6 separate regions of the Mus musculus genome follow, and regions 1, 2, 3, 4 and 5 are each linked to region 6. The links are chromatin contacts, called in public HiCAR-type, HiChIP or PLAC-seq and promoter capture Hi-C maps. All regions are on one chromosome and are shown on one strand. Each heading gives the region's core, a stretch centred on a gene start, on an enhancer-like site or on the middle of the called end of the contact. The rest is flanking DNA. Distances are from core to core; before and after follow the strand shown. Region 1 holds the start of Cadm4 (cell adhesion molecule 4). Region 2 holds the start of Zfp428 (zinc finger protein 428). Region 3 holds the start of Zfp790 (zinc finger protein 790). Region 4 holds the start of Zfp93 (zinc finger protein 93). Region 5 holds the start of Zfp94 (zinc finger protein 94). Region 6 holds the start of Numbl (numb-like).

Evidence for each region. Promoter capture Hi-C pulls out the DNA fragments that hold promoters and counts their contacts. HiCAR-type assays count read pairs that join an accessible place to other places. HiChIP or PLAC-seq counts read pairs in DNA pulled down with a chosen protein or histone mark. Capture Hi-C pulls out chosen DNA fragments and counts their contacts.
Region 1: a contact with region 6 is called in a HiCAR-type map of astrocytes, with 2.9 times the contacts expected there. The contact joins the promoter of Cadm4 here to the promoter of Numbl in region 6. A contact is called at or near these places in 1 of 39 promoter capture datasets (cranial neural crest) and 1 of 115 datasets of contacts at active chromatin or transcription factors (astrocytes).
Region 2: a contact with region 6 is called in an H3K27ac HiChIP or PLAC-seq map of embryonic stem cells, with 4 times the contacts expected there. The contact joins the promoter of Zfp428 here to the promoter of Numbl in region 6. A contact is called at or near these places in 1 of 39 promoter capture datasets (cranial neural crest) and 1 of 115 datasets of contacts at active chromatin or transcription factors (embryonic stem cells).
Region 3: a promoter capture Hi-C map of adipose tissue shows a contact between it and region 6, with 3 times the contacts expected there. The contact joins the promoter of Zfp790 here to the promoter of Numbl in region 6. A contact is called at or near these places in 2 of 9 other capture datasets (adipose tissue and liver).
Region 4: a contact with region 6 is called in a promoter capture Hi-C map of hippocampal neurons, with 4 times the contacts expected there. The contact joins the promoter of Zfp93 here to the promoter of Numbl in region 6. A contact is called at or near these places in 3 of 39 promoter capture datasets (cranial neural crest, frontonasal cranial neural crest and hippocampal neurons).
Region 5: a HiCAR-type map of astrocytes shows a contact between it and region 6, with 6 times the contacts expected there. The contact joins the promoter of Zfp94 here to the promoter of Numbl in region 6. A contact is called at or near these places in 3 of 39 promoter capture datasets (cranial neural crest, hippocampal neurons and second pharyngeal arch cranial neural crest) and 1 of 115 datasets of contacts at active chromatin or transcription factors (astrocytes).

The regions. Positions count from the first base shown.
Region 1 is chr7:24,479,088-24,483,659 of GRCm38.p6, forward strand. Cadm4 (cell adhesion molecule 4) reads left to right here and starts at 2,936. Exons shown (of 9, transcript NM_153112.3): 1 at 2,936-3,075. The coding sequence starts at 3,012.
Region 2 is chr7:24,503,804-24,508,391 of GRCm38.p6, forward strand. Zfp428 (zinc finger protein 428) reads left to right here and starts at 3,284. Exons shown (of 3, transcript NM_146183.2): 1 at 3,284-3,633. It overlaps Cadm4 (cell adhesion molecule 4), which reads left to right. Exons shown (of 9, transcript NM_153112.3): 9 at 1-730.
Region 3 is chr7:29,813,582-29,818,278 of GRCm38.p6, forward strand. It overlaps Zfp790 (zinc finger protein 790), which reads left to right and starts at 2,491. Exons shown (of 5, transcript NM_146185.2): 1 at 2,491-2,708.
Region 4 is chr7:24,268,360-24,272,739 of GRCm38.p6, forward strand. It overlaps Zfp93 (zinc finger protein 93), which reads left to right and starts at 2,059. Exons shown (of 4, transcript NM_009567.4): 1 at 2,059-2,322; 2 at 3,254-3,311. The coding sequence starts at 3,297.
Region 5 is chr7:24,313,813-24,318,017 of GRCm38.p6, forward strand. Zfp94 (zinc finger protein 94) reads right to left here and starts at 2,854. Exons shown (of 6, transcript NM_001199321.1): 1 at 2,707-2,854; 2 at 538-599. It also overlaps the pseudogene Gm44513.
Region 6 is chr7:27,256,943-27,261,620 of GRCm38.p6, forward strand. Numbl (numb-like) reads left to right here and starts at 1,819. Exons shown (of 10, transcript NM_010950.2): 1 at 1,819-2,019. The coding sequence starts at 1,996. It overlaps Coq8b (coenzyme Q8B), which reads left to right. Exons shown (of 15, transcript NM_133770.2): 15 at 281-1,007. The coding sequence ends at 583.

The DNA of each region.
Region 1 (4,572 bases), core at 1,686-4,185, 2.8 Mb before region 6:
GTAAAAGGTCATCAGGAGTAACTATGAGTCACTCCCCTGTAGTGGTGTGGGTCTAGCTTGGATGCATGCCAACAAGTTCTGTGTTGAAAGTGCATCCTGTGCTAAGGAGATAGATCAGTCAGTGAAGTGCTCAGTGTGCGAGCATGAGGACCTGTGTTCGATTCCCAGAACCTATGGGAAATGTAGTCAAGACATGGCGGCATGTGCTGGAAACCCCAGGATCTGGGAGACACAGACAGGGGGAACCCTGGGGCTTGTTGGCCAGGCAGTCAAGTCAGTCGGTGAGTATCAGGTAAGTGAAAGAACTTGTCTCAAAGGGGGAAAACAGGAGACACTGTTAGGAAAAGTATTGGCTCAGGACACTCCAAGATCAAGTTCTCAGCACAAAGGAGGTTTATTTGCCCCAGAGGGACAGAGGGCAGGGAATCAGGAGACAACAAAGACAGGAGATGGGGGGTGATGGAGAAGGGGAAGGGAACAAGGCAGAGAGAGGAGGGGTGTTTCTCCCAGAGTGGGACAAAGGACTGCCTCTGTATAGAGAGGAGACAGGCATGGCCCATAGGCAAACAGTAGTCTTTAAGGGGGAAACCCGTGTTAGGATGAGGTGTTTAATTTTAATTGGTCATGTTAATTAGGTGAGCCAAGGGGGGCTTTTGATTGCTGGACCCTGGTGGTCTCAGAAGGAGGAAGGATCCAAATGAGGAAACAGACCCTGGGGGCTGGGCATGGGAGGGAAGGGCAAGACCTCAGAGCCATGCTGGCCATGCATGAGCTGGCCAGGGTCCCTTCAGACACACCTGAAGAGAAGTGACACCTAAGGTGATCCTCCAGCTGGCACATGCAGGTGCACACACACAGAAATACACATTCACACAGAAACGCATACATACACACACAGGCACACACACACACATTCGCACCTTAGCCTACAGATATACACACCTAGAAAGACACAAACACACACATCCACAAAGAAACACACAGACATGCACACACACAGAAAGACACAAACACAGAAAGATACACACACACACACACACACACACACACACACACACACACGAACATTAATCCCTTTGTAAGCCACTAAAAGGATGGACACTTAATCCAACTACGATGCTTAGATGCTCAGAGGTGGGGCCTCTGGGGCTGCATCAGTGAAGTCATCCGGGTGGATCCCTCATGATTGAACACTGGCAGCTGGGTGAGCAGAGACCAGGAGACACACGTGTGCTTTCTGTCTCCCGCCACGTGACACCCTGAGGACTCTCAACAAAAAGGCCCTCGGCAGATGCAGTTCCCGAGAGCTTGCCAAAGTAAAGCTTCCTTCAGAACTCATCCAATCTCTGTCACCAAGTTACTGGCAACAAAAAACCGGTTAATAGACCCTGAACAAGTATTCCCGAAACAGTCTCTCACCTCGCTCGCATCACAGAGATGAGCGGCTTTGTACTCCGTCCCCTAATCTACGTGGTGAGCCGAGAATTGGGAAGAAATGCAGCTGCTCACAGCTGTGGGTGGATATGGAGCTACGGTAGAGAACAGAGAGGCTGCTGGGAGCCTTGGTCCTTGAAACAAGATGCTAGGAGTTTTGGTCCTGACATAAGAGTTGATGAATTTGGGACTAAAGACAGAGAGGATGCTGGGAGCTAGGCACTGGACAGGAAGTGTGTCATGTGATGATGACCCTTGGTTGACCTGGATATACAACAGTTTAGAAGTGATGGAGAGAAAATAAAAAGCCGAGCTTTTCAGAATGGGCATATGTTGACCCAGTTTACCTGCTGTCCCTGAGTCCTGTGAGAGGCAGAGGCCACCAGCACCTCACTTTCTTCCTCTTCTTGGTCCTATGAGTCATAAGCCTGCTCCAGGCCTTCAGGTGGCCACAGGGGTGGGTTCAGGGGAACCCACACCCAAGAAGAAAAAAGAGAGCAAAGTTTGGAGGGATGAGTCAGCCCCCCAGGATGAGGAACAGAACCTGAAAGGCAGAGTCACACAGACAGACTTGACTGGACAGTGTGGGAAAGAGTACAGCGTCTGGATGCCATACCTGGAAGATTGCCCCAGGCAGGGGCTTCGCTCTCCCCAGGGCCTAGGGTTAAGACTTCCTTCCAGTCTGGTTAGCTTTCTGGAGGCCCCTCCCAGGGAAAGAAGACTGAAACTTGGCGAGTCATGGTCAGGACTAGAGGGAGGGAGCGGACACTATTCTATGCCCTGCCCAAAGAAGTCCATACCTGCTCAGCCACCCGCTGCTGCCCAGCCTCTCAGTCTTTCCCTGCCCACATTCACTGTGGCATCATCACACTCCTCTCCCCCAAAGCTCACACTCACAGCACACGCCAGCACCCCGCACCTTCGCGCGCTTCCGAGCATCGCCCTCTCGCGCATCTCCCAAGCATCTCCCACGCACCCCCTATGGGTTTCCCAAGCAGCTTCTGCACAACCCCCGTGCATCTTCCCCGCATCTCCCGTGTGTCTTCTATACATTCCCCCGTGCATCTCCCGCGCCTCTCCCACGCATCTCTCGTGCATCTTCCGCGCACACTCCGGTGCATCTCCTGCGCATCTTCCCCGTGTCTCCCGTGCAGCGTCCTCTAGGGAGCTCCGCTAGTCCAGGCTACGCCTGCGCGCACACGCACGCACACCTTTGCACCTTCACACGACCCTCACGACCTTCCGCTCTCCCAAGTCCTCCCCCACTGGCTCCCACGACGCCGTCACGCTCACGCCCTGCCCTCGCGCCCGGGTCCGCATGCTGTCCTGCTCTCCCACCCCCGTGCGCGCCCTTCCGCGCTCCCGTCCTCCCTCTCCCCGCATTGTCTGGGCCCCTCTGTCCCCGTCCGGTCCCCGCCCCTTAGCTGACGCCACGCCCACCAAGGCGCGCAGTGGGCGGAGCAGAGGGCGGGACTGGACTCGGGGGCGGGGTCGACGGCGCGGGAGGTGCAGGTGCCGGGCCGGGAGCGAGCGGCGGCGGCGGTGGCGGCGGCGGTGGCGGCGGCGGCGGCGGCACCATGGGCCGGGCCCGGCGCTTCCAGTGGCCGCTGCTGCTGCTGTGGGCGGCCGCGGCGGGGCCAGGTAGGGTGACGGAGGTGGGGGCCGGGTCGGTGGGCTGGATCGGGGTGACGAGGGAGGTGTGCGTATTGCGGTCGGGTTGGGGAGGGGGTCTCGTCGCTGTGACAGCTGGGTCGCCTGGGGGCCTGCAGAGGCCGGAACAATGCGCTGCGTGGGGGGGGGGGGCTGCGGGAGACCCTCGTCCCCGGGACAAAGCGCAGCGCGGGCCAGGAGCCCAGAGCCGCGGGCAGGGGAGGGGGGACGCGGGCCCCGGCCGCCGTGCCGCAGCCCCCCCACCCCGCACAGGCCCCGATCCCGCGGGGACAAAGGGCCCGAGACCCTCCCTCCCCCTATGTCCCCAAGCCCTCCTTCTCCAGGCCGGTCCCACTGTCCTTCGGTCCTAGTCTTTAGATCTCTCTCTCTCTCTCTCTCTCTCTCTCTCTCTCTCATTTTCCCCCAGCCCTTGTCCTCTGTCCCTCAGTCTTCAAGTCCTGTCCTTCCTTCCCTCTGTCCTCCTTTCTCCTTGTTTCCCCCTTCCCGTTTCTCCACGCCGCCTTTGTCCCCCACCTCTGTCCCTTTTTCCTGGGTCACTCTGCCTGCCCCCCATCCTCTATTCACTCTGCCGCCTCCTGTGCTGCTGTCGTCCCTCTATGTCCCCATTCACCATCTCTCTCCCCGTCTCCTTGACATCCTGTATCTCTTCCCTTCTCTGTCCCCTATCATTCTCCCATTTCTCTAGCAGCCTCTGTTGCCTAGCTGCCTCCTTTCTCCTCTCTACCCCACTGTCTCCCTCTCCCCCAAATCTGCTTCCTCTCTCCATGCATCCTCCATCCTCCTTTTCCCATCTCTGTATCCCTCCTCGCTCCTGGAGAAGAGTGGTGTCAGGCAGGGCAGTGACAGTATAGATGTGTGAAGTGGCATATAGGGAACATTGGCATGTGAGCACACACGTGGATTCCACAAATGTCTCCCCCAAACCCTCCCACCCGTTCACACATCCAAGCCACACTTCACAGAAGAGCCCCCTCCAGGACATCCACATGTCTTTCTCACTCACTATGGGAATCTGGAGGACCCCCCAGCCCCCACCCAAGACACGGTGACCCTGAGGCTGGGGACAAGGTCAGGAAATGTCACCTGAATGCTCACACTTAGAACCCTGTGTTTCTTATATCCACCATGGGACACTCCCCTGCGGTGGGTCAAGTTACTTTGCCCAGGAATCCATCATGGGGAGGCTGCTGGTGAGCAAAGGCAGGGCTGAGGTCTCCTATAGGGAGTTGAGAATTGGGACCAGGTGGCCCAGCCCTCTTTCCTGGCTCCAGTTCTATCCAGTGAGAGTGTTGAACCGGATCCATGTCTGACAATGTGAGGGAGCTTCTAAGTTGAGTGCTGCCACACCTGCCACCCCAAGCAAGGGTTGCCGCTGAGGACAAGGCTGGGGGCAAAGCCGACCTTAGAAGTTCTGCCTTTCTTCTGCAGACTTCTGTAGTTGCTTCCTAACTTTCATCAGACCCTCCT
Region 2 (4,588 bases), core at 2,034-4,533, 2.8 Mb before region 6:
GGAGACAGGGACTTAAGGACCCTCCTAGACCCCCAGTCCTGGGACGGGTAATAAGGATTTGGGTTGGGGGAAGAAAACAGGGGGAAGGCCAGAACCCCTAGGCTACAGAACCAGGTCTTGTGGGGGAGGGGGCCAGATTCTGGGAAGGGTGGGGTGGGCAGGGAAGGGAAACACAGATTTCTTTGGGGTCCCAGACCCCATGCCAGCCATTGTAAGAGTTCCACAGAGCTCTGGGCACCTCTTTGCAAAGCCATGTTTGCACGGTGGGGGGAGGGGCAGGGGAGGGCGTGGAAATGGGAATTCTGTGTCTTTGTGTGAAAACTCCGATGGGGGGGGCAGTAAGGGAGACAACCCCGACTCTTATCCAGTCCCCCTTCTCTGGGTTCCTGGGCGGCTCCCCTTCCCTCCATCTTGACCCCCACGTCCTTCCCGTTCCATAATTGTCTGTTCACCCGCTCTTGGGGGGGCCTTCCCCGTCTCTCCTCCAGGCCCCCCGGGGAGGGGGAAAGGAGTTTGGAGGGGATGTGTGGTTCTCTATGGTTTTATATATAATATATTAAAAAATCAAAAATCTGTATGAAAATATCAGATTGCACCCCTCTCCCCCCATTACTGGCTTTTGCCCCTTTTTCTTGTTTAAAAAAAAAATGAAACACATTTTTGTACGGGGCGGGGAGGGGATAGGGAGGGGGTTTGGCAATCCCACTAACCACCATTAAACTGAGGAGAGAACAAGTATGGGGTGGCTGTGTGTCTGTCCCTCTGTCCGCCGCTGTACCGCTAGGAAGGGGGGGGGGGATGCAGGCGCTGGGGTGGAGCACCGTGGATGCTGATACACAGGAAGATGAAGGAGCCAGACCTCCGAGAGGCCAACCACCAGCCACTCTTCCTCAAAATCCCAGACTTGGGGGATTTTTTGGGGAGGGGGGCGGTGAGAGGCGTGGTGAGGATTTTGTTTGTTTGTTTCTTCGTTTTGAGACAGCATCTTATACTATAATACAGGCAGGTCTTGAACTCCGGTAACCCTTCTGCCTCAGCTTCTAAAAAGCTGGGGTTACAGGCTGATCCAACCACAGCCAGCAATTTGTGAATAAAACACACACACACACACACACAAACACAAAAGAGGCTTTTTTTTTTGTTTTGTTTTGTTTTGTTTTTTTCAGTTTAACAGGAATCTGAAATTTGATCCTGTTCTAGGCTTTAAGGGCTCAAGGTGAAAAGGTCACTGTACTCTGACCTTTGTGAAACTTTGATGAAGGAAACAGACGCATCTAGGCAGCAATGGGAACAGTTTCAGAGCCGGACGTGGTGGGATACACCTGGAAGCCCAGCACTCAGCGAGCAGAAGCTCAGGGCAGCCTGCTCTACAGAGCAAGTTCCAGGCCACTCCTAGCTACTTAGCAAGACTGCAAGACTGTGTGCCCCTACCCCCCAAGCAGAAAAGCTTAAAGCTTGCTTTAAATTGTAAAGAGGGCTCTTAATATTTATATGCTTAAAATCTTAAAATTCCAGCCTTCAAGGAGCTGAGGCAGGAGAGTGAGTTTGAGGACAGCCTGGGCTACACATTAGGCTCCTGTTTCAGAAAGAAAGGAAGGTGGGTCAATCAGTCTCCTGTGGTGGTGGCTTACACTTTTAATTCCCAGCACAAGAGGCAAGTGGATATCTGCAGCCAGCCTGGTCTACATAGTAAACTCCAGGCCAGGGTTAAGTAGTGAGACCCTGCCTGAATAAAATAAACACACACACACATACACACTCACGCACGCACACGCGTGCGGCGGTGGGGGGTTGGGTGGGTACTGTTTTATTTTGTTATGGAAATTTTCATGCAGAGTGAGGAGACTTAAAGAACTCCAAAGCCCCAGGCACCCTCCACCCCATTTCCACCCAGAGCGCTGCATTTATTGAGACCAGTGCTGTGTCAATTTCCCTAAATCACTCAATCTGCAGGAGCTGTATCATCAAGGAAGGCCCTTCGGATTGGCATCAATACCAGGAGAGAGTGAGCTCGGAGCAGCAGGGACAAAGGGTTTTCCCGATGAATCGAAAGGCAAGATCAAAGCCTGAGACAGCAAAGGGATTACTGTGTTTGAAGTGCTGGGGATATGGACCAGATAAAACGGTGGGTGGGTCCAGAAGAGGCGTCAGGGACACAAGTTTGACTGGGAGACCAGGTGTGGGAGGTGCATACCTGCCACCCCAGCCTTTGGGAAGCTGAGGCAGGAGAACTGCAGGGAGTTGACGAAAACCACCCGGAGCTAGAGTGAGTTCCAGAATACACAAGGAGACTCTCAGAAACAAAGCAAAACACAACTATTCCTTTTCTGTGGTGTAATGGGACTCTAGAGTTTTAAATTGCTAGTGATAAAAGCATTCGGGAAGGAGAGGGCTGTAGGGATGGCTACAAATAGTCAGCATGAAGTTATGGCCCTTTAAAATTACCCACAGGAGCTGGGCTGGCTGCCATATGCCTGTAATCTCAACATTCAAGAGGTAGCGTTCAAGGTCATTTTCTTCGACCCAGGTGTTGGAGGCTAGCCTGAGCTACATGAGACTCTGCCTCAAAAAAGAAAAAAAAAAGAAAGAAAAGAAAGAAAAACAAAAAAAGAAATAAAAAAGCAAACACCTATAGCAGACTTTCTAATTGTGCTCCACGGAAAAGCTGCCTTGACTCCCTCTAAGAATGCAAGCACTACTTTGCCTCTGGAAATTTGCATCAGCTATTCCCTCTGCTTTTTGGCATTCTACTTGGCTCCAGTTCAGACCTGGCTTAAAAATCAGCCCTTGGAAGCCCTTGCAGAACCTCGAGCTGGGGCAGGCGTTTCTGGCATCCACGGCCTCCTGCCGTCTACCTCTCTCTCTTCCAGGTCTTGACAGTTCTAAGTATTTGTCTAATCAAATGTGGTTCGTTTTCCTTAGACTGGGGGTTCAGATCTCTCGCAACGCAGAAACCACGTGCTGTCCAGGAATTTATCCTAGGTGACAGGGACGTGAACGGGGTCCCAGACCTTCGGTAGTTTCGGGACAAGGTTGCCAGCCCACCACGATTAAGTCTGCAGTCCCCTACACGCATGCGCTTTATTTTTCCAGGTGCCCCCCCCCTCCCCATCCATATGCTAATCACTGCGCTCTGAAGAACAGCCTCTCCCGGGAATATGCAAATCACATCCTCCAGTGCGGGAGGCCTTCCTTTGTCCCGCGCTAGGATTATGCAAATGAGCGAGCCTCCAGCCCGGGGGATCCGGGCCGAGTATTTAGGCCCCCACTCTCCCCCCTCATTCCAAGGCATCCACTATTTATAAGGCGCGTTCGCTCTACCGCGCACGCACGCACGCGCGATTCTTAAAGCTTCTTCACCCTTCGGGCCGCAGACTGTACCAAGTCTAGCGGGGCCGTGAGCGGCAGAGCCCGCCACCCCCGCCGGCGTGAGCTCTACAGCCTTCGCCATCCTCTGAGCCCCTCTTCCCATCGACCTCCGGGAATGGTCCATCTGACCGCGCACGCGCCCCTCGCTCGCCCCTCGCTCGTTCGCCCGTTCGCTCGCCCGCTCGCCTAGCCTCCCGAAACGCAGGCGCAGTGCCCGGGCGTGCAGCCGCCACCGCCGAGCCTGATCCGGGGCCGCCGGCGTCGGTGAGTGTCCGAGCTTGGGGGGGGCCGCGGGGCATGCTGGGAAGCGGGCGATACAGCCCCGCTGCATGACGGGAGCCCGCGGCCGCTTGGCCGAGTGACCGGCCCGGGAGTCCCTTGCTTTCCCCAGCACGCGGCTCGGGACCCAGCACAGCTTCGCCTCGAGGCATTGTGGGAGCCCGTGGGCCAGGCGTTCTGGGCCTGGGGCATTCTGGGAAGGGCCTGGGCTCCTGGAGGGGACTTTTTTTTTTTTTTTTTTTTTTTTTTTCGTCGCACACGCCTTCTGTGAGAAGCCCCGGGGCAAGGAGCGTTTGGGTGCCTGGTGGTCGTTAAAGGCCCGAGGCATCGTGGGACGCTGTCACGGGGCATTGTGGGAGCTGATCTTTATTGTTTGGTACCGGGGTTTGTCCGAGTCCCAGTCCTACCTAGCGTTGTGCGGAAAGGTATCTATTGTGTTCACTCACGCACTGTGAGGCGTATGTGTGGGTGGGGTCCTGGCCACTCTGCTTTTGAGGGAACTGAGGCATACGGTTTCATGTAGCTGGGTTTTGGACCCACAATATCGCGGAGTACAACCTAGAATTTATAATTTACCAAGTGCTGAGTTCGCAGAGGTGCATCACCACGCCCAGCTGGCTTCCACCTGTCCTAATGCTTCCACTTGATATCCGGAACGTTCTGGAAGAAGCTTTATATAATGTGGGTTTGGAGAGGGATGGCTGTCCCCAAGTAAACCCCCAAGAAAAGTCCTAACAATCCTTGCTGTGATGGTCAAGTAGAATAATAGTTAAAGCCCAGTGTGGTGTCACGCGCCTATAATTCCTGCTGGGGCAGGAGGATTCGCTATTCTAGACCTGTTTTTTTTTTTTTTTTTTTTTTCCTTTTGGGGAGGGCATCAGATCTCAAAAAAAGAAGGGGGAGTGGGTTTATGGAATGGCTAATCCTAGGTATTGTTGCA
Region 3 (4,697 bases), core at 1,241-3,740, 2.6 Mb after region 6:
AAAGGACAGGAGTTTTGGGGAGTACTGGAAAATGTGTGTTCTGGCAAACAATGATCAATGATCAGCAACCCAAATTAATGGTACAAATGAATGGTGGTGCCATAGAAGGTTTGGTGGATACAGAAGCTGATGTTAGTATACTGTGACAGTTTGTATATGCTTAGCCTAGTGAGTGACACTATTAGAAGGTGTGGCCCTGTTGGAGTAGGTGTGGTCTTGTTAGAATAGGTGTGTCACTGTGGGTGTGGGCTTCAATACCCTCATCCTAGCTGCCTGGAAGCCACTATTCTGCTAGCAGCCTTCAGATGAAGATGTAGAACTCTCAGTTCCTCCTGCACCATGCCTGCCTGGATACTGCCATGTTCCCACCTTGATCATAATGGACTGAACCTCTGAACCTGTAAGCCAGCCTCAATTAAAAGTTGTCCTTATAAGAGTTGCCTTGGTCATAGGGTTTGTTCATAGCAATAAAATGTTAACTAAGACATATACTTTCCCAAAAGTTTTGGAATCCAGATTGGCCACTTCAGAAGGTTTACACACAATTTATAGGAATCGGTAAGTTATCACGAATAAGACAAAGTGTCCAATGGATTACCTGTGTGAGACCAGAAGGGCAAACAGGTAAGTTGAGACCTTATGTGGCTGATCTACTCATAAACTTATGGGGAAGGGATCTTTTACAACAGTGGGGTACTAAAATAAATATTTCTGCAGTTCTAGGGACAGCATATGAGGAAGCCAGGTGTGATATGGGAGATGTTCCTGGGGAAGGTATTAATACAGGTGATCAAAAAAGTCAAAAGCTGTGCCCATGATCCAAAACAGGACATCATAGCAACTGAATTTCCAAACTTATAAAAGTGGACACTGCTGATGCACCAACAACCTTGCCTCTAAAATGGTTATTAAACAGACTAGTATGGCAGATGGCCCACAACAATAACAACAACAACAACAAATTGCAGGCGCTTGGACAACTGGTATAAGAGCAGCTGGAGGCTCAACATGTAGAAGAGTCTACCAGCCCATGGAATTGTCCTTTGTGTTGTGAAAGAAAAGAAATCAGGTAAATGGAGGATGATAAAGGACTTAAGAGCAGTTAATACGGTACAATGAAGCAAAGATCAGCAAAGACTTGAAACCAGCAAAGCAATGCAAAGCTAGCTATACACTAGTCACTGTGGGTTGACTCCTATTTATACTCTCTCCAAATATCACATGGGTCTGCATCACCTGACATTTCCTTAAACTTCCACTTCAGGGTACACTACAGGAATGCAGTCACAGGATGGGCCAGAATTTTCAACAGGAGGAAAACAAGCCACATCTTGACAAAAGTAAAGGGATGTCAGGAAATCATAAGCTACAGGACAGAACTCGGGAATTAAAAAAAAAAAAAAGTGTGACACACACTAGGCTCTTGTAGATGCATATTCAACCATTTCAGAGATCATTTTGGCCCAACAGCCATAGCACCTATCAAGAAATCAGAGAAGCCTAGGGGCTTCCTATGCAATGGAAACACCAGACAAAAGTAGGGTGACTGTAGATAAGGACAGAGTCTACCCCCAGGATGTGACACAAGTCCCCTTGGCTGGAGTCACAAAGGTACAAAGTTGCCTCACCTATAGTGACTCTCCAATTAATCCCACACCACGGGGACACAAAAGCTATGGGTGCCTCAAACGAAAATACAATCCACCCCACACGGAAGCCTTAACAGGGAGAGCCAATCACAGTCACTGTTGCCCCCACCCTCACCTTACCTCTACCGAAATTAGAAAAGGTCCACTGGGAAGCAGTCACACCTCAGTCGGTCACCTCACACGCTCCCAAAGTTAGGCAAATGCTCACAAACACAAAAGCCCAGGGACCTCACACTCGAGGGACCTCACACTGGTAAAAAAAAAAAAAAAGCATGGCACAAAACGGTCACACAGACTCCAGCCACACACACAATGGATGCGATCATACTCACCAATCAAGGAATCCTCTCTGCCTCCATATCCCCTAGACTACCACCCAGACACATGATAACAATTCTACACAGCTCCGGATCTCCCGGAGTCAGCTTCATTGCACTGCACAGGATGGTGCATCCAAACCCTTGGCACCAAAGGCGTCTCATTATCCCTAAAGTTCTCCCCAAACCTGTCAGGAGTACCCTGCCCACTCCTTAAAAAAGGCTCCCAGGAGAGGGAAATACAACGCCTGGAAATGTCAGGGGCTGAAAGCTGTGGCCTGAACAACAGATACAAAGTGTTCGGCTATTCGTCGGAATCGTGAGGAAATCCCAGCGGTGAAAGACTTCATAGACCTAGATCAGGCTCCTCGACCCAGCACTATCTCAGCACTGCGAGTTTCCAGGGAACCGAGGTATTCTGGGAAATGTAGTTCAAGGCCGTGCTGGTGACCGGAGGCGCATGGCTCGAGTAGGCTGAGTCATCCAATCCCCAGGCGGAAATCTGTCTAAGGAGGCTGTTCCGAATTCGACTTCCTGCTGGAAGTTGGGGCCACAGACCGGAATGTAGGACCCCAGCGCTAAGACCAACCCAGCATTGGCAGTCTGACCAAGAGGAAGCCTCGTCCTGTAGGTGCAAGAGTACGCAATGACAGCCCTGAGCGTGTGTGAGAGAAAGCATAGGGAGGTTAGATTGCATGCGCGGCTGGATCTGGGAGGAGTTGGACGGCAGAGAAACTGCGAGGTAAGGAAAATGAGCGTGAGCAAGAGTTGGGCTCGAGCTGTGGCGCTTTGTGAGTGGAGCGAGCTGTTGTGGGGAGGAGACATTGTATGCGGATCGAATGGTTCTTGGGGATTGGGTCTCGACTGGATGGATCCCTGTACAGGAGTGGCTGAGATTATAGAGATAGCGGAAGCTTCCTAAATCTCATTTTCTTTTCAAATTACGATTAGTAAGTGCGGTCTTCTGGAGTGTCTGTGGGAGGGAAAATGTATAGCTGATAATAACTAATTAGCATTGTTATTTTTCTGTAAGTTAATTGTGCGGCGTAGGCAATCTACAGGCAATATAGCCGACTTTTTATTTTTAACACAGTGTTTTGTCAGTCGGGGTGGTTTTTTTTTGGGGGGGGGCGTTATTAACGCTCAGGGTACCCCAAGCAGACATCGTCCCTTCTCTAGAGAGTTCCTGAGGAGACACAGGTAAGGTTTGATTTTGAGGCTGGCTTGCAATTCTCTTTATAACCAAGGTTGACCTGAACTCCAGATCCTCTTGTCAAGTGGTTTCTGTTGGTTTGTTGTTTAGACAGGATCTTGCTGTTTAGCCCTGGTCACCCTTCAGAGGCCGTCCTCCTGACTTTCAAGGTCTGGGATAACAGGTGTGAACTACCATGCCCTGCTCCAGAAGGTGATAAACGGAAGTTTATTACAGAGAGCAGCATCACCATGATTAAAACAAGCTGCACACAGTACTTAAGAGCCAGTGGGACACAGCCATAGAGGTGTGTGTCCATATCAGCCAGAGTCAGTGGACACAGCCACAGCGGTGTGTGTTCATATCAGCCAGAGTCAGTGGACACAGCCGCAGCGGTGTGTGTCCATATCAGCCAGAGTCAGTGGACACAGCCGCAGCGGTGTGTGTCCATATCAGCCAGAGTCAGTGGACACAGCCACAGCGGTTTGTGTCCAGATCAGCCAGAGTCAGTGGACACAGCCGCAGCGGTGTGTGTCTATATCAGCCAGAGTCAGTGGACACGGCCACAGCGGTGTGTGTCCATAGCATCCAGAGTCAGTGGACACAGCCGCAACGGTGTGTGTCCAGATCAGCCAGATTTAGAAGGTAAATGTCATCTCATTTCTTTATCTGAATTAAATAGAAACCTCAGTACCATAAGCCTGCCCCATTCCCTTTCTGTTTTTGAGACAGGGCCTCTCTATGTAGCCCTGACTAGCCTAGGACTTACTATTTAAATACATACTCATAGTGAACTCAAAGATTCATCTGCCAATGCTGATATTTCAGTTGTGGGCCACCATGCCTGGCATGCATGTATATATGTACACATATATGTATACATATATATGTATCTATATGTGTGTATATACACACACACACACACACACATATGGTAGCATCATTAAAGACCAAGCACAGTTGTCAAGTGGTAGTTTTTGTTTTTGAGATAGGCTGTAGCTTACGCTGGTCTCAAACAGGATACATGTCAGTTCAGAGTCTAGGGCTGAACCCGGACCCTCCCAGCTCCACTCTCCAAGTGCTAGCTAGGGCTGTGGGGGAGCCCCATCACACCCTTCCAGTGAGTTGGTATTTGATTTAAAATTCAAGTCTTGCATCATCCACTCTCAGGTAGGGAGATGATAACTTCACTGAACTGGATGCAGCCTAGTTGAGCAAGAGACTGCTGGACAGAACCATGAAGGAGTTCTAAGCTCAGTAGCCGAATGAGAACCATGCCTGGCACAGATGCCCATTGAGGGGCTGACACCATTGAAGTGCCTTCAAGACTTCCTCATAAGCCTGGCTCTTAAGTTTTAGTTGATATGAACCATCTTCCTCTACTGGAACTTAAGCAAGCAAACAGTCGGACGGAATGGCATCAGTATACCAGAGAACAAGAACAACCGCGAGCAGGCACTTACAGCACAGCTGTAAGGATAACTGAAAGGCATGGAGAGATGGCTGCTCTTGGAGAGGAGCTGGCTTTGAACCCCACTA
Region 4 (4,380 bases), core at 809-3,308, 3.0 Mb before region 6:
GTGGTGCACATCTGGCAAACCCACGCTTTGCCTTCGTACCTTTCTCTTTTGAACCCAGACGAGCTGCCACAAGAAGGAAAATGCAACACAAACTTAGTTCAGAAAAAAAAAATTGTAACTCAATCACTGGGCACAGCAGCTAAAATCTTGTACGCCATATTAAATCTAAATCCTCCGGTTGCGAATCCTGACGGATCCGCCATTGAAACCAGGAGACACTAGTAATTACATCTTGTCCTCACACTATCCCTGTCGAAAAAGACCAAACTCTCCTGCTTCCTCTCTTCCTCCGTGCATCCTGGAAGTCGCCCCTACTTGCTCAGTGATTGACTCCTTTATTCATTAGGGGATTGATTCACAAGAAGCCTGAGTGTATGACTCACTCCTTGTCCGCAACCCCTCCCAGGAGAGCAGAATTAGCATCAAAATACAAACAGCACCAGCGCCATCTACAACAGGACACTGGCAGGGAAATCTCAGCATCCATCCAAGTCTACAGAGAAAGGCTGCAGGAAAGGATTTAACCAACGTTGGTGACTGGCAGAACCGTCGTTGACCTACGCGTCCCTTTCTCACAGGAAGCCCCTCTGTATCTGAGGTGCAGAGCTGCATGTGCTCAGGACTCAGCCATTTCCGGTGCAAGTGGAGAGGGGCCCTGTAAGTAAGACTCATTTGAAAATGCTCACCCGTCTCCAACCTGCATTCATATTGATTTGTGTTCCTCAGTATTCCTGAAAGGGGCCTTCAGTCAGCATCTTATATTTATTAGCCTAGTACAGTGAACTGAAATGTGTGCAATTGGAATTATGGGCCCTGACATTCTGTGGGGACAGAGCTTTTGCTGTTGTTTGTTTGTTTATACTGTAACCAATATTTTGAACGTCTTTACTAAACTTGACTTGTGAATGACTTGCTTCTCCTCCTTCCCCTCTAGGTCTAGGTCGGGCTGTCCTTCATGACCCAGGTCCATCTGTGGTTCAGACCTATGCTGCTCCCACGGACTCCCCCAGGCTGTATCTCAGATAAAGAGTTCTTTCTGACAGCTCCAGGGCTCTGAAGGTCAAGGATCAAGCCCCCACTGGAGGATGCTGGGCAGGTTGTGGTTTGAGTGAGAACGCCCCCCACAGGCTCATGTTAAAATGCTTAGTCACCAGGGAGTAGAACTCATTGAAAGGATTTGAAAGACAGGAGGTATGGCCTTGATGGTGAAAGTATATCACTGGGCATGGCTAGAGATTTTAAGAGCACATGTGTCTCTTTGTCTCTCCAGTATGGATGAGGATTTAACTCTCCCTCCCATGCCCGCTGCTGCCATGCTCTTGCCATGATAATGCACTAAACCCCTAAAAGTGTACGCAAGCCTCTAATTAAATGTTTCCTTTTATAAGCGTTGCCTTGGTCATGATGTCCCTTCACAGCAACAGAAGAGTGGCCCAGATAGCCCATGTTCTACCACCAGGTCACTCCCACAGCCCCTCACTAGGGGATTCTGGGCAGTGCTCTACAACTGAGCCGGTCCCCCACCCCTCATAGGGGGTTTCTATGCAGAAACTCTGACTCTGCTGCCTAATTAGGCAACTGCAGCTGTGCAGTTTCCCTGTTAGCTTTTATAATGTAATACAGTATGGGATCTCAATTTTAAAAAAAAATGTATCCACAGCAAGATCTGCTGGCCCTCTCCTTTAATCACAGCACTTGGGAGGCAGAGGCAGACAGATCTGTCAGTTCGAGGCCAGCCTGGACTACTGGGGGAGTTCCAGGACAGCCAGGGCTACACAGAGAAACCCTGCCTCGGAAAAACAAAACAACAACAAAAACAAAGAAGTATCCACAGTTGACTTTCATGGAATTTCAGAAATGAATAAACCGAAAAGCAACACAGAAGAGCGACCTACCAAAAGGAATCCCCTTAGTTAAAAAGGTTCACCGAAGCTTTGCCATTCCGGGGAATATAGTCCCCAGAGAGTGCAGCCACTGAGGAATTCTGGGAATTGTAGTTCCAACGCCAGTAGTGGTCAAGGTCGTTTCCGCTCCCGGGAGGGGAGGATGTTTGTGAGTGCTTCCTGTGAGGTGAAAACCTGGGCCATCGCTCTGCATTTCCTTTGCGCCTGTGCTCCTGATGTATCCCCTCAGTGACCGCATCTGCGGCCCAGGAACAAGCCCGGCATCCAGGTCCTCTCTCGCTGGGCTCTGCCTGAGGCGGGGCTGCCCTACACTGACACACCTCAGCCCCTTGCAGAGCCCCAGGAGAGGCTAGCTTCCCAGGGGAGCCTGGCAGGGGAGCTATGATGAGAGATGGCCCATGTCCTGAATCCTTAAGTGGTATGCAACTTTACTTTTTATGTGATTCCACCCCTATTTATTTATTTATTTATTTATTTAAATAAACAATATTTTTATTTTGTTAAAGTTATTAAATAAATGTATTTAATAATTAGAAGAAAGAGAGAGAGAGAGAGAGAGAAAGAAAGAAAGAAAGAAAGAAAGAAAGAAAGAAAGAAAGAAAGAAAGAAAGAAAGAAAAGAAGTCAAAAGACAACTTGTGGGAGTCAACTTAATGGTACCCAGAGACTCAAACTCAGCAGGTTAGACTCAGTGGCAGTTTCCTTTACCCGCTGAGCCATCTTGTAGGCTCAAACTCCCCATTCCTTGGAGAGGGTTTAGCGTTTTTTGTTATTGTTTTGTTTTGTTTTTTAATTGGTCATTATTTTCATGCCTGTGGGAAAAGAGACTTTGGACTTTGTGGCGGCTCTTGTAAATGAACAATGTTTACTAGTAATTAAGTCTTTTAGAGGGAGATACAAAAGAGGACTCTATCATTTCCATGTATGGAAACAATAATATGTAAGATAGCTGTCACAATTGATAGATCTTTCTGAGAGTGGTAGTCAGTCATGACACAGCACGCATCATAGAGTTCAGAGCTTAGTGAAGATTTGTTTTTCTGGAAAACCCATCACTACAGGCAGCCTTGTGAAGGTAAGAGTGCCCAGCACCCCCCACCCCACCCCCCACATGCACACACACAAGCTGCCAGAAATAGAAAATGTGGCCTTTTCTAACCCGCTGCGGTGAGCGAGGTGAGGCATGGGTGGCCCCTTAACTTTAACCCAGAGTCTTACACTACCAATTAGTGGGAAGTAGGCAGAAAAGCCTGGTCAGCGCGCACAGCCCTTGGGGCTGATGGAGAAGCTGAGGAAGCCATGTGGACCAACTGTCCTAGCAGTGTTCTCACGAAGCCCCTCTTCCCCCAGCTTGCTTCCCAGAGCCCTGCCTTGTCTCAAAGAGAAGAGAACAATGACCAAGTTACAGGTAAGTCGGGTTGCTTCCCCCATCCCCACAGTGCTAGGGATTGGAAACAGGACCCCTGCATGCTGGGCAAGTGCTCTGCAGCCACCGTAGCCTATTTGACAAGGTCCAGGCCACGGAAGGACCCTGTTCCCAAAACAAACAAAAACCCTAGACAGCACCTGAGGAAGGACACCAGAGGTTGGGCTGTAGCCTGTACATGCATGTGTACCCTTGTGTACATATGTACACTCACATGCATGCACACATGTGTACACACATGCACACAGAAAACTGGTCACTCTCATTTCCTGCATTGGACTTCCTGAGCATTCATATCCTGAACAACCAGGGAGCGTCTGGCTTCCGCACAGCTTCTGTGGTTGACCCAACTCAGATGATGGAGGAATGAAGAAAGGACAGACACACAGACACATGTACAGACAAGCTGGGATCGAATGAGCTGTGTGCTCTGATGGAGACTCCCCAGCAGCCCTGAAACTCAGCGCATTTATTAGACACCGCTGAGCACCCAGGAGCCATGATTCAGGAAACTGCAGCATGAATACAAATGCACGGGTATTTTACATGGAGTTCAGCCAAGCTCCCCAGCTACACAGTACCCTCAGCTCCAGGGACTACACGCTTGTTTTGTTAACAACAGTGGTGATTTTCACACGTAATTTGTAGTCACCAGGTATCCCTGATTCTCTGTATTCTGTCCTAAAATGTACACTTTTGAAAAATCTTCAGTATTTTTTAAAAAATCTTCAGTACTTTGGAAAATGATTAAAAATGGCAGTTTGTCTGAAACTTTCACTTACTTAATTAGATTTTTGTTTTAAATTTACTGTTTGTAAATGGACAGTACATTATAGTCAATATATGTTATATAAACTACATATATATAATATATATTTACATGGCTGAACACCATGTCATATATATAATATACACACATATATATATTTGTGTGTGTGTGTGTGTGTGTGTGTGTGTGTGTGTGTGTGTGTGTGTGTAATGCAACCTTTATGGAACACTGTGTGGCCATGAGTGTCAACATGCAGACAATGATGATAGTGTTGTTGGACAT
Region 5 (4,205 bases), core at 1,604-4,103, 2.9 Mb before region 6:
TTTGTACGACTTTGGTCACAGGACAGTCCTGGCAACCCGGGAGCATCTTGCATTACTGAGTTTTGCAAACAGTGCACAGTAAGGACTGAGACCGCCGGGGTGAGGAGCCCCTTCAGGAAACACGGAGAGCAGATCCAGCAATTGGTGTGAGGAACTTATTTTACTCTAAAAGTAACTGTGTGTGACAGTCAATAAATAAATACGCCTCTGCGTGGCTGTCTGACGTTCAGTCGTCAGGGGCTGGACCTCCCTGCTGCCACCGGCGAGGCCTTATCTCGTCCTGGAGTGACCCTCTTTCTTTGATTGTCCCTCATGACCCTGACACCAAGACTTCATCATTAAAATAAGAAAAACATGCTAGACGTGGTGACATACATCTTTAATCCCATCATCGGGACTGACATGAAGGAGAGAAGAGTGACTCCCTGAGTTTGAAGCCAGCCTGGTCCACAGAGGGAATTCCAGGACAGCCAGGGCTACATGGGGAGACTCCACCTCAAAACAACAACAACAACAACAATGCCAGGCCACACTCACCAGGAGCCTTGCTGAAGGAGTCAGGACCTCACCTTCCACTCAGTCCTTGTTGAGAGATCAGGCTGTGGAAGGAGAGAAGCCATGAAATAGGAAGGCCATTCCTGACAAAGCAGTTGAACTGTCCCCTCCTGCCCACCAAGCTGGAGACAATCTTCTCCTTCCTAAAAGGTGTCCAGGGCTAACCATTATTGGTGGGGACAGAAAGAAGGTCCGGAGGGACCTCCTGCTGCCCCCAGTGAGAGGCTGGACAGCTGGAAAGATATTAGTACTCACAAGAAGAGATTATGATCTCCTGAAAAGAATGGTCCAAAGCTTTCGTGTCTGCTCTAACAGAGAAGACCCAAAAGCTAATGAGAGGGCCAAGTGTGGAGGCCCAGGCCTTTAACCCAGAATTCAGGAGGCAGAGGCTGGAGGATCTCTGTGGGTTTGAAGCCAGCCTGATTAACAGCAAATTTTAGGACAGCCAGGGTTACACGGAAAAACTATCTCAGGGGGAAATAAAAACAAAAGGTAAAGAGCCCACGTGATAATAGATCTCCAGGGAGAGGTACTTGTCACCAAGTGATGGCCTGAGTTCAGTCTCTAGGACTGACTCTTCCTGAGAGGTCTCCTCCATCCTGCACATGCTCAGTGTTGCATGTGAGTATGCACGCGTGTACACACACACAAATTGTCATTGTGAAAACAAATTATTAAAGAAAAGCAGGAGAACCTGAATTTGAATCCCAGCACTCATGTACAAAGCATTCAGAAGCATATATGTATCAACACATGCATGTAATGGTACACATATATGACCCATACAAAAAGTCTTAGAAAGAAAAAGCGAGAATAAAACAGACTTGTATTTTAAAAGGCTACGCCTTAACAGGAGGAAATACACTTGGCTTGATGCACCTAGATATGCTTGGTCAACAGACCACCACTTCCTCCTTCCTCCCCTGAATCTGTAATGGGGGTAGGGTTAGAGGTAAGGGGCTACACTTGATCAAACCATCTTTTTTTTCCTTTTTTGTTTTTTGGGTTTTTTTGGCTTTTTGTTTTGTTTTGTTTTTCAAGACAGGGTTTCTCTGTGCAGCCCTGGCTGTCCTGGAACTCACTCTGTAGACCAGGCTGGCCTCGAACTCAGAAATCCATCTGCCTCTGCCTCCCAAGTGCTGGGATTACAGGTGTGTGCCACCACTGCCCGGCTGATCAAACCATCTTGGGAGCATGCTGAGCAGGGAGCTGTGTTGTTTGGACCATCAGCTTTCAGGCTATGACTAGTTTTGAATTTTATGCGGCAACAGTCTTGATCTGAGTTACTCTATCTTGGATAAAAGTGCCAAGAAGAAATCCATGTCTTGTTTACACAGTCATAGCCAGGCGACTCAATTGTGCTATTAAAAGATATCGACTAGCCTTTAGTCCCAGCACTCAGGTAGATCTCTGTGAGTTCAAAGCCAGCCTGGTAACATAAAACATAAGCGCACCAACCATATCACGTTACTTCTTCACCAAGGGACCGGTATGTGGCAGGCACACTGCTCAGTAGCCTGGTCACATGCCAGGAGCCAAGTCCAGTTCCAATGATCCATCCTGTGATAATAAACTCACGAGTGTGTATAACTGTGTGCCAGGTGACTCGTGGTCTGAAATTTATCATTAGCTATGTTAAGCTTGGAATAAAAGAACCTGTGATTAATGGCCAACCACCAGGAGAAATCGAGATTCCTTGGCAAATTGCAGCCAACGAAACTGACACAGCTTATGACTTTCTTGTCGTTCAGCAAAATCTGACATCGTGGAAAGCCATAGACGTGTCCGTTTATCCTTCTACATGACAGGCTCTCGACAAATCTCCACCCATCCCGATTCTCTGCAGTGTAGGTGTGAGTCCTAGAACCTTCAGGGCAGGGTGACACTAGCTACATCAATGCCTCAAACAACACTATCAACATGGCCCTCGCACCCCAATTCCAGACAGCAGTGAAGGAAGGTGTGAGGGCTCACACCTGTCATCGCAACACACCGGATGCTGAGGCAGGAGGCTGACTGAGCCACGCGCTGAGACCCTATCAGTGCGATGATATCTGTGGGATGGAGGGAGGCTCATTGGGCGCCCTGCGCTTCCCTTTCGCCAGCCTGGAGCCGACTCCCCTACGGCCGCCCGCCGCCAACCCTGCAAACCTCCAGATCCAGGCATCAGTCGAGGAAGGTGTGGGAGAGAGGAGACTCAAGGGAGGACAAGGGGAGCGGATGCTAACAGAAACCACCTGGGAAACACTTCCCAGAATGCTTCGCATCAGCCCGCACAACAGAAGCACGCGCAATGCTCCGAGAATTTGAACTACGCTTCCCAGAATGCTCGGCGTCCGCCGGCCTTCACAGACGCACGCGCAATGCGCAGAGACCCTGGACGACACTTCCCAGAAATCTCCGCGTCAGCTCTCCCGGGTGCCTGCGTGTTTGTGGAACAGTTGAACTACATTTCCGGTAGTGAATGCGGAGAGGCGGATCTTACACTCGTTTCTCCTAGTATATAGCCTCTCTGGAGTGTGTGTGTGTGCGCCACGCAGGTACTTCCCTAGCCCTCTGCGGAACTTTTTATTTAATCTGCGAGACACTGGTGCGCACTGTACAATCCATACTGAATTTACGATGGTCCTCCTGCCTCAGTCTTGCACACTCTCAAATGCTGGGCTAACGTGTGTGCCATGACACCATGCTGCCTCTGAACTTGACACGTCCCACGTGGAAAATTTTTCACCCTGGAAAATTAAGAGTCCTTACCTCATAGGCGGTAATTTGGCCCTACCGTTGTCCTTATATACCTGAGTATATAATATATACTTCTGTGTTTCTCAAAGAAACCAAAATTCTCTCTACACATCACAGCCACACAATCCACTTAACCTCCTGCTAGGCTGCTTCTTCAATGTAACCACAGGTACATTGATAATTCATACTCTCCTCCCTGCCCCTCCAGTTTTCTCCCCACTTCCTTCTATCTTCCACATCAATCTAGATCAATCCACAGGAGAAACAAGTTTTGGTTTGCTTGGTTTTTTTTGTTTGTTTGTTTGTTTGTTTTGTTTTGTTTTGTTTATTTTTCAGAGATTTATTTCTTTTTTTATTTATGTGAGTACAAATAAAGTACAATTAAAAAAAAAGCTAGCTTCAGACACACACTAGAAGAGGGCATCCGATCCCATTACAGATGGTTGTGAGCCACCATGTGGTTGCTGGGAATTGAACTCAGGACCTCTGGCAGTCAGTGCTCTTAACTGCTGAACCATCTCTCAGCCCTGTCTGTCTGTCTGTCTGTCTGTCTGTCTGTTTGTTTGTTTGTTTGTTTGTTTGTTTTTAATTATCCCAAAGGACCACTAGCAAAAGTTTTTTTCATCCAAACAAAATCTCGGCGTATGTGTGTGGCACAGCGGAGATGCTGTAACAGGTATACATAGTAGCAAGGAAAAAGACTAGTTTTTACATGATATGATTGTTGTGACAATTTTGGAGTTTTGGTTTCTTTGAAAAACAGAAATACTATAGGAATGTTTTGATTTTAGCCCCAGGTGAGGAATATGAGGCTGCTTCAGACGGTCCACAGCAGCTGGGATTTGCCTCCTGCTCTAGCAGAGGCGTGATTTTGCCAGCTGCAGGTGGTTTCTGTGCGTGTGTGATGT
Region 6 (4,678 bases), core at 569-3,068:
TGGGTTTGAGGAATAGAGGGGTTACTTGCCTGAAGAAAGCAGGGGCTCCTGGAGACAGGGGGTGCTGTGGGTAGGGGGTGACTACTTACAACTCCCAGGGGATCTTGGGCCAGTAATGCCAACCTTCCAGCACTGAGCCACGCCCCCTAGGCCCTCACTGGTGAATTCTAGGCAAGCTCTACCAGTGAGTGAGTCACGCGGCAGCCCTTGCAGCTTGCCTCTTCAGAAGTAATCAGAGGACATTATGTCCGTCTGGATGCATCTGCCATCCCCACCCTAGGCATTCTCTGACGCCCACGTCGAGGCAGTGATGATCCTGGGGGAGCCCTTTGCTGCCTCAGGCCCCTACGACTTTGGGGCTGGAGAGACTGCTCGCCGAATACAGGGCCTCATCCCGGTATTGCTTCGGCACCGGCTGCGCCCACCGCCTGAGGAGACCTATGCTCTACACCGCAAGCTAGCTGGGGCTTTCTTAGCCTGTGCCCGTCTCCACGCCCACATCGCCTGCCGGGACCTCTTCCAAGATACCTACCACCGCTACTGGGCCAGTCGCCAGACACTGCCGCTGCCAGCAGCCTCCTGACTAGGGACCTCCCTGCCGACCCCACCATGACAGATTCCATCCAGGGATACCAGCTCCACAGCAGGCAGTCCCCTCCTCCTCTTTCTTGGTCTCCAGAACCTAGTTTCTTGCCTTGGATCTTTGGGCCCCTGGAGTTAGCTCCCTGATCCTAAGTGAGCAACCTTGAATTCTGAGGCTAGGAGCCAGCAGAATCCTGCCACCATCTAAGTGAGCCTTGGGTCCACTCTCATGTGAAGGAGACGCCCCTCGGCCCCAGGTCTTCCAGGATCTGCAGGGGAGATGGTGGCTGTTGGGGGCGGTCCTCACCTTTGCCTCCCTTGCTCCTCTACCAGCTGCCTTCTTCCCGGGTTCCAGCCTGTGTATTGGAGGGTGGGGGTGGGTGCTGATCCTTTCCTCCGAATAAAGGCACCCTTTCCCTGCCCCCAGTTCTTTTCTCTCTGTGCTAAGGGGGAGGAGCTCACAGGCAGCTCCAGGTGCAGATGGCCAGACCCCCCACCCCACCCCCTTGTCTAGGGCCATCTGTTGCAGGGAACCTCCTCCGCCCCCCCCCCCACGTGCTGACCACCTGCTCCAAGGGCTGTGGCAGCTGAGAAGTACCCTTCTATCACATACTCGCCCCCCCCCCCACCCCCCAGCTTCAGGCTCCCTCCTGTTCCTGACAACCTCGCCTTTGCTAATGGGCCCTAATGCCCCTAACAGCTGCTCTGCCAAACCTACAGGACAGGGGTAGGGGTGCAGCTGAGTCCAGAACTAGGACCTGGTCTAACCCAATGCCCACTTCTCGCAAGCCAGAGTGATCTCCCTCCAGGACTCCAGGGTCTGTTTCTTTTCCTTCCCCTCCTCTCCCCTCCCCTCGCCTGCAAAAAGTGCCTCGTCACCGCTTCTGCCCGCCCCCGCCGGGCTGGGAGAACCGTGGGGTTAAGCAAGATTTGAGGACGAGGCGCCTCCCAAAGCAATTCTTCAGAAGCAGAACCATAGGGGATCTGAGGTCAGGGGTTATGGAAGCAAATAGAACCTGCGCCTCAACCTGAGAGGCACTCCTCTAGGGATGCGTGCAGGTTCCCGCAAGGCCAGACCAAGGGGCGGGGCGGGCCGGCCTTTGCTTGGGAGGAGACCCGGTAGTGTTTATGTGGGGGCGTGGTCTGCGGGAGGGCGGGGTTATCTTTTGCATATACAGCAGGCGGCGGGCCAATGGGCGGGGTCGGGGCGGGGCGCCGAGGGAGGGATGCTCCCCCGCCCCCGGAACGGAATCCTCCCGGGAGCCGAGCTGGCTCGCGCGCTTGCATCCCGCACCAGCCGCCGGCCCCGGGCCGGGCCCGCGTCAGACCGAGCCGCCGCCACCACAGCAGCAGCAGCACTCGGGAAGCCGGGCCCAACCGGGGCCGCGGGAGGCGGGGGCGCCCGGGCCCTGGATGTCCCGCAGCGCGGCGGCCAGCGTGAGAAGGGCGGGCTCGGGGGGCTCGGGCCGGGGGCGGCGCCGCTGCTGATGTGGCGAAGGGTGGGAGGCGGCAGCAGCGCCCGGATGGAGAGAAGATGCCAAGGCTGGAAAGGGTGGTCCTGGGTGGGGGTCCGGGAACAGGTTCCTGGCAATCCCAAACCTGCCAGACTGGGGTCTGGTCCAGCACAGGCCATCTCTGCGAAGGCCCTGAAAATAGGGATCCTGGAATACAGATTCCCCCCAAATCATGGACAGGGCTACATAAATTCTAGGTAAAACTCCCTGGGCAAGGTTTGGCGTTCAGGGTCCGGATACGGTCCCCTTTATCAAGCTGAGGCCTTAACTGAGCCGATTCCAGACAAAATCAGTACTCTTCCCTGCTAGAGGGTTTCTTTGAGCACAACAGCCCCCTGGGCGATGTCTTGAAGATGAAGTCCCTGGATAGAGCTGCCAAGGCTAAGGCTCTGGGGGATGGGGGGGCGGTTTCCAAGTACTGTCTACTCCCTGGGGTCCTGGATCCAGCCTGTCCCCCCAAGCCCTTGGGCGGTGTCCCAGGCAAATCCCCTTCTCAGAACAAGGTCTCTGTGTCTGAAACTCCACCCCAGCGTGAATAAAATAAGGAGAATTTCAGGCATTCCCCTACCCCACCTCCACCCCATGCTTAGTCAGGGGTCTCAAGACATTGGTCTCCTAGGCCACCCCTTTTGTCCCTAGGGCTGCTCAGCGTCTAAGAGAGGCCCCACCCGGAGACAATGCTCAGCTTTCCCTTGCCCCCCAGGCTCCAGGATTCAGCCTGGGCTGGGGGCGGCTCCCCAGAGACGGGTGGAAACCTGTCTGTAGCCTCTGTGGTGACCAGCGGCTTTGTGTGGTTGTGTGTGTGTGTGTGTGTGTGTGTGTGTGTGTAAGGGTTGGGGATGTGGCTAGAAGTGTGATCTGGTGTTTGTGTGACTGTAGCTGTGTGTGTGCTTGCATTACAGCTGGCAAGGATGAGGTATCCTGCGTTGTCTGCCTGCATGCTTGTGGTTGGATGTGGTGATGTCTGGTGTGTGTGTGTGTGTGTGTGTGTGTGTGACCGTGGATGTGATGGCAGCCGTTCACTGTTCAGACTCCTGTACTTTTTAGACTGTGTTTAAATAGATATGCATATGTCTTTTTGTGAGACCCTGTGTGTATGTACCTTGGTATGTGTCAACATCTGTGTTGGGTTTGAGGTTGGACTTCTGTGTGGCTGACTGAAGATGTGGGTGGAGCTGTAACTGTGTGTAAGTAGAATTGTGACTCTGACCATGTGTGACACAATGTTGTGCTTATGTCTGATTTTTGTACTGTGTTCATTGCGACTCTGGGTGTGCGACTGCCATTGTATTTGAAGTCACATCGTGCCTGTGGGGCTGGACCTCTGGGAAGGCAGTGTATATGACGGTGGTTGTGTGTTCCTTGCCATGTCTGTGTATGTGACTGGGGTTGCATAAGTGACTGTCCACCTAGCCGTGTGACACCGAGTGTGCACTACAGCCTCCTGTGTGTGATTTGAGTTGCGAATCTGACTTCTCTGAAACTCTAGTCTATTACAAAAGATTAATTGTGTGGGACTCAAGCTGTGGATGTTGCCTGTGTGCCAGGGGTGTGTATGGGATTGGCTTCTATTTCCTCTGTGTGTATGTGTGACCCACTTACCTGTTACCCTGGGTGACTCCATGCTGGTGTCCTAGACTGTGAAAGTGTGTGTGCATATGTGCCTATGTGATCTGGTGATGTCATGACTGTGCACATGGCCATGTCTGGGACCATATTTTCCTCTATAAGCAGTATAATGCTGTAAATGCTGCGTGTGGGCCATTCCGTTTATGCGTATACCCAACTGTGTACTTCTGGTGTGGGGAACTGAACGGTGTGTGTTAAGTGTCTATGGGTGAGGTTTTGAGTATTAGTGAGGCTGTGACTTTGTATATCTGTCCACGTGCCATGCTAGTGACTGATTACATGTGGCCACATTCTTGTCTATGTGACGTGAATCCTCATGGAGACTGTTTATCTGTGATAGGGTGACGTGGTAGTGCTGTGTGTGGGACACCAACGTGACAGATGGCCGGGCACCGTGGGCACTGATGCTGAGTGACGGCATACACAACTGTTTCTGGAATGTATGTGACAGTCTGAGGGCAGCCATCCTTGCTCCTCTCCCCTCCCCACTCCCCTCTTTGGCTGCTTGCATGCTATGTCTGTAATGCTCAGGCTGTGGCCATCAGCATCTGTACTGTGTAGCTGTGTATAAAGACTAGTGTATACACAAGAGTGGCTGTCACAGAGGACTATGTAATGGATATAATGACCAAATGTGTGTCACTAGTATTATGTGACGCTGAAAGTATGGCATCCAAAAAGGTGTGTTGGTGTGGCTGCCACTGTCTGAGGTTGAGTGGTCCTTGTGTATGCTGGGATGGGAGGTAGGGGTGCTTATTAAGACCAGTGTGTGCCTCAGTCCAGGTAGGCATGGGGGCATATGCAGATGACACTGTGTCACTGTGTGACCAAATCGGTGACCACTCTGGATGTGTTTCTGCTAGTGTGGCTGCCTGAGGAGACACAGCTGTCATGAAGTATAGCTGGACATGTATCAGCCTTTTGTGTGTGCCTGGCCCAAGTCATTGTACATA